Regions from separate parts of the Sus scrofa genome. Here all the other regions are linked to region 2. A link is a contact called in public Hi-C data. All regions are on one chromosome and are shown on one strand. The core of a region is the stretch at or near the end of the contact, and the rest is flanking DNA. Distances in the headings are between cores, read along the strand shown.

Region 1 (3,295 bases), core at 403-2,902, 270 kb before region 2:
TGCTTACTGCTTCAAGAATAACAACGTGGCTTTCTCTTTTCACTTAATAATGATCCGGATTACTTATATGAAACACAGCAGCATAGTGCTTTACGCAACAGTCATAAACAACCTCTCTTAAAATGCATTTTTTTTGCTTTTATACCTCAGTGAACAGCTCTGTTTGAGTAAATGATCCATCCTTGAATTGTGTATACAGAGAGAAGATCAGCACTGGATTGTTGTTTTAATAAACTGGAAGGCTGCCAACATTCTCTGGAAAGAGGACAAAGACATTAATGCTAGCATGCAATCTCGCCCGTGTTTGGATTTAAGACGGAATTTAATCTTCTTGCCTCCTTTCCCTTCCCCCCCCTCCCCTTTCCAGTCCTTTCTTCCCCTGATACACAGTCTCTTTTCATGGAGTTAACTCATGCTATCTTAAACAGCATGAACTAATAAAGGGTGGCATTTTTAAAAGAGGAGGCATTCACAAATGTTGGAATGTGGAACCTTTAAAATTCTTTCTCTGTACTTAGTTTAAGAGAGTAGTGATTAATGAGTTTATGTTATCTATCAAAATGCTTCCATCATGCTGGTGATGTGACATGGGATTTATGGTAGTGAAAAACCTGCAATCCCTCCCTTGTATCTAAATCTATCAGCCCAGCATTCATACAAAAAGCACTCAATGATATATTTGTAGCTATCTGAAAGCAAGATCATTTTTAAGAGATTATGTCTGCCAAAAAGGAACATTCTTAAAATATAGGAAAGGAAACAATTTCCTTTCCAACCTATTGCTCTAGCAAGCATGTTACTACCAATATCAATCTCTTACTGAAAAAAAAAAAGAAAAATAGGGAGCAGATGATGATCACATGATGAGGCTACTAATGCTCAGTGAATTTCCTGTGATTTTCTTGGAACTCCTTTGCACGCTGTTTACAAGGGGTCACACAGATTTTCATAGGGAGAATTTGACATTGCTCTTTGTGCTGTGCATCTTAGAAAATCTACCTTGAATACCTGGAATAAAATCAGTTGTTTCTATCTGTCAGGTAAGAGTATTTCAAATAGCCCCCCTTCCCAAATCTTCATCCATGCTCAGCAACTGGAGCAAAACATGTACCATCCATCCATTCCCCTTCATTAGGCAGATGTTTCTACTTCTGCAAGACCTTACAGAAAGGGTAGAAATGTGTTCGCAACAATTGTCTATACCTTGCTTTCCAAGGCCCTCTCAAAATGGTGCCCCAATAGAGACATCACATGTCCTGTTATTACCTAAGGATAAGAATGCATACATTATAGGGGAAGATACTGGAGCAGGTTCCCAAAACAAAGTCTCTCAGCACTCTGAAAGGTGTGGATGAAAGATGATGTGTGCCAAAAGAAATGTATTTCTCCAAATAGTAGAAATACTGAATGGCACGCCTAATTTATTTTTCAATATTGACCAAATCAGGTGTATATTCATAAAAATCTTGGTTTCTTTTACTTAAGCTTTGAACTGATTTGATGAATGGGAGGAAAAGGAGGGGAGTTACCCCAAGCAGAAATTTTTATCTAACAGTCCTGGACCTTATCATGTGTTGTCTCTGCCCTAGTGGGGGAGGTGGCAGAAACATCCTTTACATCACGAGGAGCCCTCGATGTCCTTGCTCTGTAAATAGTCATTTTAGTCAGGGTCATCTACATGTCAGGCTTTGGGGTGCCTACGTTTTAAGTTGATCCATTTCTGTGTGCTTTGGAAAGTAGACAAAGAGCTCTGCAGTGGAATATTTTTCTTAAGGCAGAATTTCTACCTCCAGAGTGTAGACACAAGCTCAGTGTGTTCCAGAAACAGCACAGGCTTGTATTCCTTTGCCATTTCCTGCTGCTTTTGCTACTTCTGCCTCGGAGAGATGCAAAGGATTGAGAAACACAGCTAAAGAGAAAGGAATCCCAGAGGCCACAAGGCGAGTGGTAACAAGCCAGTGTGTGTGCTCTGTCGTACAGGGCTGAGTTTGAAGGGGGTGGGAGAGTGGTGTTCAAATCACAAAAACTGCCTGTGCAGCAAATAGATTCTCCTCCCCCTCCTCCCACTACTCACACTGCAGAAAATGCCATCTATCAAACTGCTCTTAAAAGCAGTCCTGACGATGCTAGAATAAAAAGGCTGTTATGACAACTGTGAGGTAGGAGGAGCCTCTTTTCACCCAGCTGTCTGTCAGACAGGCATCAGGGACCCTTGAGACTTGTAAGGTCACACCAGGAACCTGGCTCCCAGCTGAGATGTTCTCTTTGGGCTCCCTTCCCCCAGCCCACCTCCACATGACCTCAAGCCTGGCCCCTGGGGTCAAAGTCACAGGACGGCAAATGTCATTTCCTATTGATTGTCTTTTCCTTGGCCACAGTGTTTCTGGCCTCATTGGTCTTACTCTGGCCCAGCCCCAAATACTTTGAATACTCTTAGATGGTTCATGATCAGCAAAGAAACAATGAGCTATTTTCAGGTTACAAACCACTTTTCTAGTTTGATGTCAATTGGTTTGAGTTTTGAACAGATAGTGTAACGTCAGTGCTGTCTCTAATATATCTGCGTTACTGGTGCCCGGTATTAAAATGCTGTTAATAGTCTGGTTGGTTTGGGGTGGGGGTGGGGGTTTGTTTTGGTTTTTATCAGATTGGTAAGGAAACCATGAAAAGATCACTGTCTTTTCGAGGGGCAGGCCATTTTTTTTTTAATTACCAAGGAGAAGGAGGTAAAAAGTTATTATCTGTTATACAACAGCAGGAAGGCAGAAAAGCTCCTAAGAAAGCGTATTTAATTTCTTAAATTTTATAGGACAAAGAGAATGAGGAAAGCAGACACATATTTCAAGCAAAAACTCCATCCAGGTTTTGTTCCTCAAGCAGAATTATGAAGAATAGAAGCCACAAAGATAACTAAAAGGAAGAGGATTTTATATACTCAAATATCAGTGTTTTCGGGCTTTCTTACTGCTGTCCCTGCCACCACATCATTAAGAACTCTTTTAATGGACTGACAACAGGGGGAAAAAAGAGTCCTGGGCTCAGTAATGACACTATACCCCACAATTTTGGGGCCTGGGGCAAAAGTACCAATCAATAATACTGACTGTATTTTATTTAAAATTGTGATGCTTTGTTCATCATGGATTTTTTTGCATTAATTTTGATTTTTAAAATATAGCATTAACATATGATTTATCTTGATTACTCAATTTCTTAATAGCCCCTAAATTTTGTACCCAAGGCAAGTGCCTCATTGGCTCATTCACCCTGACATAGTCCTGGCCTAGAAAAAGAA
Region 2 (2,956 bases), core at 236-2,735:
TTACCTTTTGGGCTCTAACCCAAGGAGAATAAAAGTGACACAGTTACAAATCCTGATCTGCAGTGTCCATTCTCTAGCGCACCTCACCCCACCCTCTCCTATCCTAGCTGGGCAGGACCCTCTTCCAAACCGAGCCAGGAAAATGGGGGCAAGGGCAGAGCAAGCCGATTTCTGTCTCTTGTCACATCTAGTGCCCAATAATTTAATATTAAACAAGGGAATAGTCACCCATTACATGTAATGGTTATAATTACCGTTTTCCACCTCCTTAAAAAAGCAAGCAGCAAAAACACCATTAAGGAGAAAAAAAAAAAAAAGCCCCACCCAACCCAAACAAACCCACAAATAGTAACAATGGTGTGTTTATTACAGGACCTGCCTAGGGAGCTAGCAAAATGTTTTTCTTTGTTTAAGACATTGGTGGGGGGGGGGTCCCTAAAATCCAAGTAGCTTGGAAGTGCCCTCCCCGCTCGCCTGGTCGTCCCCATCCCGGCCCCTTGGGAAAGCCGACAAATTGGAGATAAGTTGAGGAAAGGTTTATAAGGTGTTTCTTTAAAACATCTGCTTTGCTCTTGTGCTCATTACATTTCACTCCTTCCGAACTTCCGAGCCTAGATCTGCGAGAAATGTTTCACATTCATAACTTGTAGCTGCTCCCACTGCAAGGGCGGGGGTGGGGGGAGGCGGCGGTGGGGAGAGTGTGTGCAGGGGGAGGGGAGAGACCTTCAGCTTTTTTTTTAAAGACCAGATCAGTATTTTCTTGATACGCTTGTCACCATTTTTGTTCTCACGACAACCAATTGAGCCCTTGATCCTCACGTGATGTGAAAGGCTTGCACTGTAACAAAATCGCTTCTTTTAGATGGTTGGTTGTTGCTAACTCGCCCATCCCCCTCTCCCAGCCCCGACATTTCCAGCAAAGCGACTCTCCACTTCCAATCCATCAACAATTCATTACTGCTTTTAGCTTCCAAACGCCAGCTAATTAAAAATACTAAGCCAAGCTCTGGGGCCATCTGACTAAACACAGGAGGGGGTGGGCGAGGGAGGAGGAGGAGAGAAAAATAAATAAAAAGGAGACGCACCGTTTGCTGCGACTATAAATGGGAAAAACTGTCCTGAAAAAGGTCGCCTTAAAAAAATCTTTTTTTTTTCCCCTCTAATTATCGAATTACCACATGACTGATTGACTTGAGCGACAGCAGATTTTTTTTTTTTTTCTCCCCCTCAGGGACTTATACTAGGAACTCGGTTCCTTTTTCTTAAAACAACATAAAACAGGAAAACATCACATCCTTTAGGTTTCGAAGACTGAACCAATTTTAAACGCCGTTATTTTCCCCACCCCGCCGACCCCCGCCCCGAGCGAAGGCTGTTAAAACTGGTTTATCAGCTCCCTGAATACTCTGCTCCCCTCCCCCTCGCACCTTTCTTGTTCTCCTCTTGCCGGGCTTCTCGTCCCCCCCCTTTCCTCCTCCCCCCTCCCCACCCCCCGCGTCCCCCTCCTTTCCTCTTAAGTTAGTTCAAGAAATCAAATCTGTCAGGACGGGCGGAAAAATGCCACTTCCCGACTAACAGGCGGAATCCAGCCCAGATTTTCAGTCCTTTCTTCTTATTCTTTCTTCCCTTTCACTAATTTATCCCGATGTTAGCACATTCTGTCTTGTTACTAGCGGACGCCTGTAGGTTTGCTACATGGGATCATTACTTACTGATCACGGTGACTCTGAAGTCTGGAACTGAAGGCGGAATGAGAAGTTGGGAAAACTTTTTTCTCTAAGCTCGCTCTCTTTTTTTAAAAAACTATTATTCTCGATGCTTGTTAAGAGGAAAAAACCCTTTTGGTGCTTCTGTTGTGAATGTGAAACATTATCTTCCAGCTGTACAGTGACACATTTTTTTAAGGAGAAAAGGACTGATTCGTTTGCCAAAAGGGGGATGGGGAGGTGGAATAATGTTATCGAGTGATTATTCTGGCTGAGATGTGTTATTTGGTTCCTTCCTTCTTGATCATTTGGTGTTTAAGTAAAATGAGGCACAGGCTTGTTTGCCGAGTGGAGTGGGAAAGGCATTTTGATTTGCTGGCCTAATTAAAAAATGATAAAGGATTAAAGGTAAGCAATGTCTGTGTGTGTGTGTGTGTGTGTGTATGTATATTTATTTTTTTTTTCTTGACAACTGTTAAAAAGGGGCTGATCCCTTTAAAAACCGTTTTAACTGATCTTTGTCAAACACACACTCATTTGCGGTCATTGAGGCCACCTTGGCGCAGATCACTTAAAGTGTATGTCTTAATCAGTTTCCCGTACAGTCAGTAGCACCATATTTAACAGACTGAGCAAGTCTGTGACCTAGGAATACGGTAGAATTGTTTAGATGTAATTTTTTTTCTCTCCAAAGGCAGATATTTAGCCTTTTATTTAACACTGTCTTTTCTTTAATAGAGAAATGCTCTTAAAGACGTGTGTATATTTCAAGAATAAAATTGTATTAACTGTTGGGAAAGACAGGATAGGAGAGGGGGTATGGGTATGGGGGGGCGTATTGGTTGTTTGTTTTTTTTTTCTTTTTTTTTTGTTTTTTTCCTGTTCCTTACTGGGAACAAAAACAGATTGCCCAGACAATTTGTAAAAAGAAGTAATAAAATTAGAAATGAGAAGAATTTAGTAACATCATTCTGAAACTAGTCTCAGAGAACTTCCAGGGTCTGGTCTTTTAAATTGCAAGATCTAGGACATGTTTAAGGATGTTTAAAGCGTGTTCCTTCCTCTTGTCTGAGTGTTCAGGCTGTGTTTCTGGGGTTGTTATCATGTGTATGTGCCAGAAAGAAAAAATCCTAAACTCTCTTTTTTTTTTTTTTTTAAACCTTTCTGGACTTGACTCAGATCCTTAAGATATTTTGATGCCTTTAAAAAAGTGATTATCCTTGTGCTGTTCATAAAGGGTTTTTCTTTTT
Region 3 (3,170 bases), core at 438-2,937, 370 kb after region 2:
CCAGCTCTGAGTACAGGAGATTTTCATTTGATGAGTGGTCTGAACATCTACTTAGTGGTTATAAAATATTTGCTGCTGAAAGCCACAGAGCATTGATAAACAGATCCTGGACAGCTGAGTTATTGCAATCTACTTAACATGGGGAGAACAATTTATGAGTCAAATATTCCCGTTTAATAACCCTACTCAGGGCAGAGGGCTGCTCAAGGCCGACATTAACCCTGCAGGCACTGTGCCTGGCCAAGGTCCTGGCAAGGGCTTCATGGAATGCAAGCGATTCAGGTGGGTTTGCCATTAGGTACTAAGCTACACAGACAGAAATTTTTAAAAGGCTCATCTGGTAAAGGAAATGAACAATTTGTAAAACTGCTGTATGGCATTGAATACACTGCCTAGACACCTTCTGTGGTTTGCATTTCATCTTCCTTATATTACATGTGTTTAGGCTTATTAAATCCTGTCTTCAGCACAATACTGTATGCTTTTATGCAGTTGGGGGAAGGGAAGGAATATTCATCTGTTCTCTATTAGTCATTTGAACCCAGGTCAGTCATCTTGGCCCAAATACTATGAATGCTCTCCTTGAAATCTGACTCCTTTTCTGTACTACCAAGATGATGCTTTTCTTTAACGTGGGCAGAAAGGAATGGCTTCATCTCGCTCTTGGGAAACAGACTAGGAATATGTTTCTTGTGAATGTTTTAAAAAGTCAGTGAATCTAGAACAGTGTTTATTACTTAACTGGCTTCCAAGCCTGCATTTGGGGATATGTGTGGAAGGTACATACATACTGAGGGCGAGTGAACATATTGTGAGTTGGCAGTGAGCCAGCCGGTGTTGCTGCCCGTGACCTGAATGCTGTTGTGAGGATTTTGCTTAATCAGGGCTAAAGGGTTGGTATTTGAGCCTTGGCCAGGTTGGGGCATCACGTCTCTGTCCTTCATCTCCACTTCATTCACTGGCGCCCTGCATACCACGTGCACCTCCTCCAGCAAAAGGCACACGTGCGAGTGTGCAAAGACACACACACCCACACAGGGCTATGCTCCAAACTCGGGCTTGGGCTCTGACTGTTCTGAAGCTTTTACTTCTCAAGCCATTTTCGTTCTTTACTTGATCCTCAAGCCTGGAATTACTGTTAGAAATCTACCTGCAGAATCCAGACACTCTGCAGACAAAGAATTGGAAATAAGTGTATGCAAAATACACCTTTTAAAAAAAGTGCACTAAACCACATTAAGCCACCCGGTATTTTTCTCTCTCTTGGCATACACCCAACGGTTCCAAATTGGTTTGCCTGAGCCAAGAATTTCTTTAAATGAAATGCTCTGTGCTAGCAAGGCTTTGAAGACCTGTTCACCTTAGAGTGCAAACCTAGAAAGCAAAGTCCAGATTTGGCATGCCACTTAAACCATGGTTAGTAGAGCGTATCAGCCTGCTAGAAATAGCTGCATTTGCGAACCTCATGTTCTCCAGCTCTTGACTGCTAGCCAAGCCCCAAATCAATCCCAAAGAATGAAAAATAAGATAATAATGAGAAAATGGACTTTTCAAGCCAAAACCAAGGAAAGCATCTTATTCCCCAAATGCTGTCTCTGGGCCACATAAAACAAGGAGCTGTGACCCTGTCCTCTCCTCTGGACATTTTGCTGTGTCACTGTTTGGTGATATACCTTCCTTTCCCTTTAGGTCTAAGTTTCCTTACTGGTACACTGGGCACCAATTTTGCCAGCTTTCTCCTTTGAAATATACTACGTTCCTTATGTCTAACTACCTGGTGCTTCCCATCCACCGGGATCTTTTGAGGGGGCAGTTTTTCTAGAAGGGCCAGACATGAAGCTTAATTCCTCTTCTGAGTTAGCATTAGGCAGACTCATTCTCTCTTCCTGCTGAAATATGTACCATGCCTTCCTTGACCAGCTTTTGGAACATGTTTATAGAGATCTCTTGTTTTGGGTCTGAATCTGAGCTGGGTGGCAATGGGGCCCACTTTTAACTTCCCCTCCCTACATAGCTTGGTGGGTGGTCACTGCCACTATTTGTTAGGGAGAATCAGCCATAAATCAGTGCTCTTTTTCCATTTTCTTCTTATTGATGGAATGGCTGTAGGAAAACAACTTGTCTCTCAAGCTCACAGAGCCCTGCAGGATGAAAGCTGCATACAATAAAAGTTGTTTTGACAGAAAACTGACCAAACATGACAATGGGCAGAGGGGGGTGTGATGAAAGGGAGGGGGAGAGAGGGTACATGCTTGTCTGTTTCGAACCGAGGTGTGCTCTCTCTTTTTTTCTTTGTTAAATTACTTTTTCATATGAAGGACACAAAGGGAACGGCCCCTACTGACAGCCAGAAGGCAGAAAACAAACCCTTTGAAATTTCTAATTTGTTTATAGATGGTCCTCCAGGAGCCGGCTGGAAAATAATTTTGTCTGCCAGAGACAGTGAACAGCTACCCGAGGGTGTTGTGGTGAAAAAAAAAAATGACTCTCTGGTTTTGGTCCTTGAATGTCTCATTGTTCAGCACTCAGTGGTTGTTCTGAAATGACTCATCTGGCTGGGAAAGAAAATGAAAGAAAAATCCTTCCTCTGCTCTCCGGCCTGAGTTTCTAGGAAAGTGACTTTCTCAAAAAGATTTCTTTTTTTTTTTCCCCCCTGATTTGGCTTTAAACTGTGTGTCAGTTAATTTTAGGGTTACACAAAGGTTTGTTAAATCCTGTCGGCTCATATGTCTTCTCTCTGAGGGGGATGATTTTTTTTGTGGCTGCTTCCCAGTCACTTCACTTAGTTCCGGTGACACGGTTTTCTCTCTGGGACGTTCTAACAGTTGAACTGCTTTTCTAGATAATATCACAGATTCTATAGACCTCTCCTGGGCAAGACTAATCTGGGGGTGTTTCTGAATGTGGGTTAGAACATTCTTTAGGGAGTCTGAGGGAGACCTTCGTTGACAGCTTCTGTTTTCTCTGTGAAATAGAGTAGGGTCAATTAGAGGTTGGTGGTAAGGGATCTCTGTTCTTAAGTCTAAGAGAGTTTCTAGAAATTTCCCCCTCGGTTTTGTTTATGAAATGAGCAATAGGGTCACTTTTCCCGCATTTATGGTGAGGTTGTGGAGATCCCCTCGTACTTGGTATGGGTGAGCAGTAATGTTTTCCCAGAAACTTAGGTCACT

Evidence for each region. A called contact is a pair of places that touch in the nucleus more often than the background predicts.
Region 1: a Hi-C map of liver shows a contact between it and region 2, with 8 times the contacts expected there. The contact joins the enhancer-like site here to the promoter of ZNF608 in region 2. A contact is called at or near these places in 5 of 47 Hi-C or Micro-C datasets (embryonic fibroblasts, heart right ventricle, liver and 1 more) and 1 of 2 datasets of contacts at active chromatin or transcription factors (skeletal muscle).
Region 3: a contact with region 2 is called in a Hi-C map of embryonic fibroblasts, with 2.8 times the contacts expected there. The contact joins the enhancer-like site here to the promoter of ZNF608 in region 2. A contact is called at or near these places in 3 of 47 Hi-C or Micro-C datasets (embryonic fibroblasts, fibroblasts and heart right ventricle) and 1 of 2 datasets of contacts at active chromatin or transcription factors (skeletal muscle).

The regions. Positions count from the first base shown.
Region 1 is chr2:128,428,293-128,431,587 of Sscrofa11.1, reverse strand. The region is part of intron 10 of LOC102158243 (a long non-coding RNA gene); the gene reads left to right. Among named protein-coding and RNA genes, the nearest start is that of ZNF608, 270 kb to the right of the region's middle. Within about 2 kb of position 1,652, at least 24 of the 83 cell types and tissues checked have an H3K27ac peak or open chromatin away from gene starts, as enhancers often do. A contact at or near this core is called in liver, where this site is marked.
Region 2 is chr2:128,155,298-128,158,253 of Sscrofa11.1, reverse strand. It overlaps ZNF608 (zinc finger protein 608), which reads left to right and starts at 1,485. Exons shown (of 13, transcript XM_005661601.3): 1 at 1,485-2,114.
Region 3 is chr2:127,786,603-127,789,772 of Sscrofa11.1, reverse strand. All of the region lies in intron 2 of LOC110259460 (a long non-coding RNA gene), which reads left to right. Among named protein-coding and RNA genes, the nearest start is that of ZNF608, 370 kb to the left of the region's middle. Within about 2 kb of position 1,687, at least 32 of the 83 cell types and tissues checked have an H3K27ac peak or open chromatin away from gene starts, as enhancers often do. A contact at or near this core is called in skeletal muscle, where this site is marked.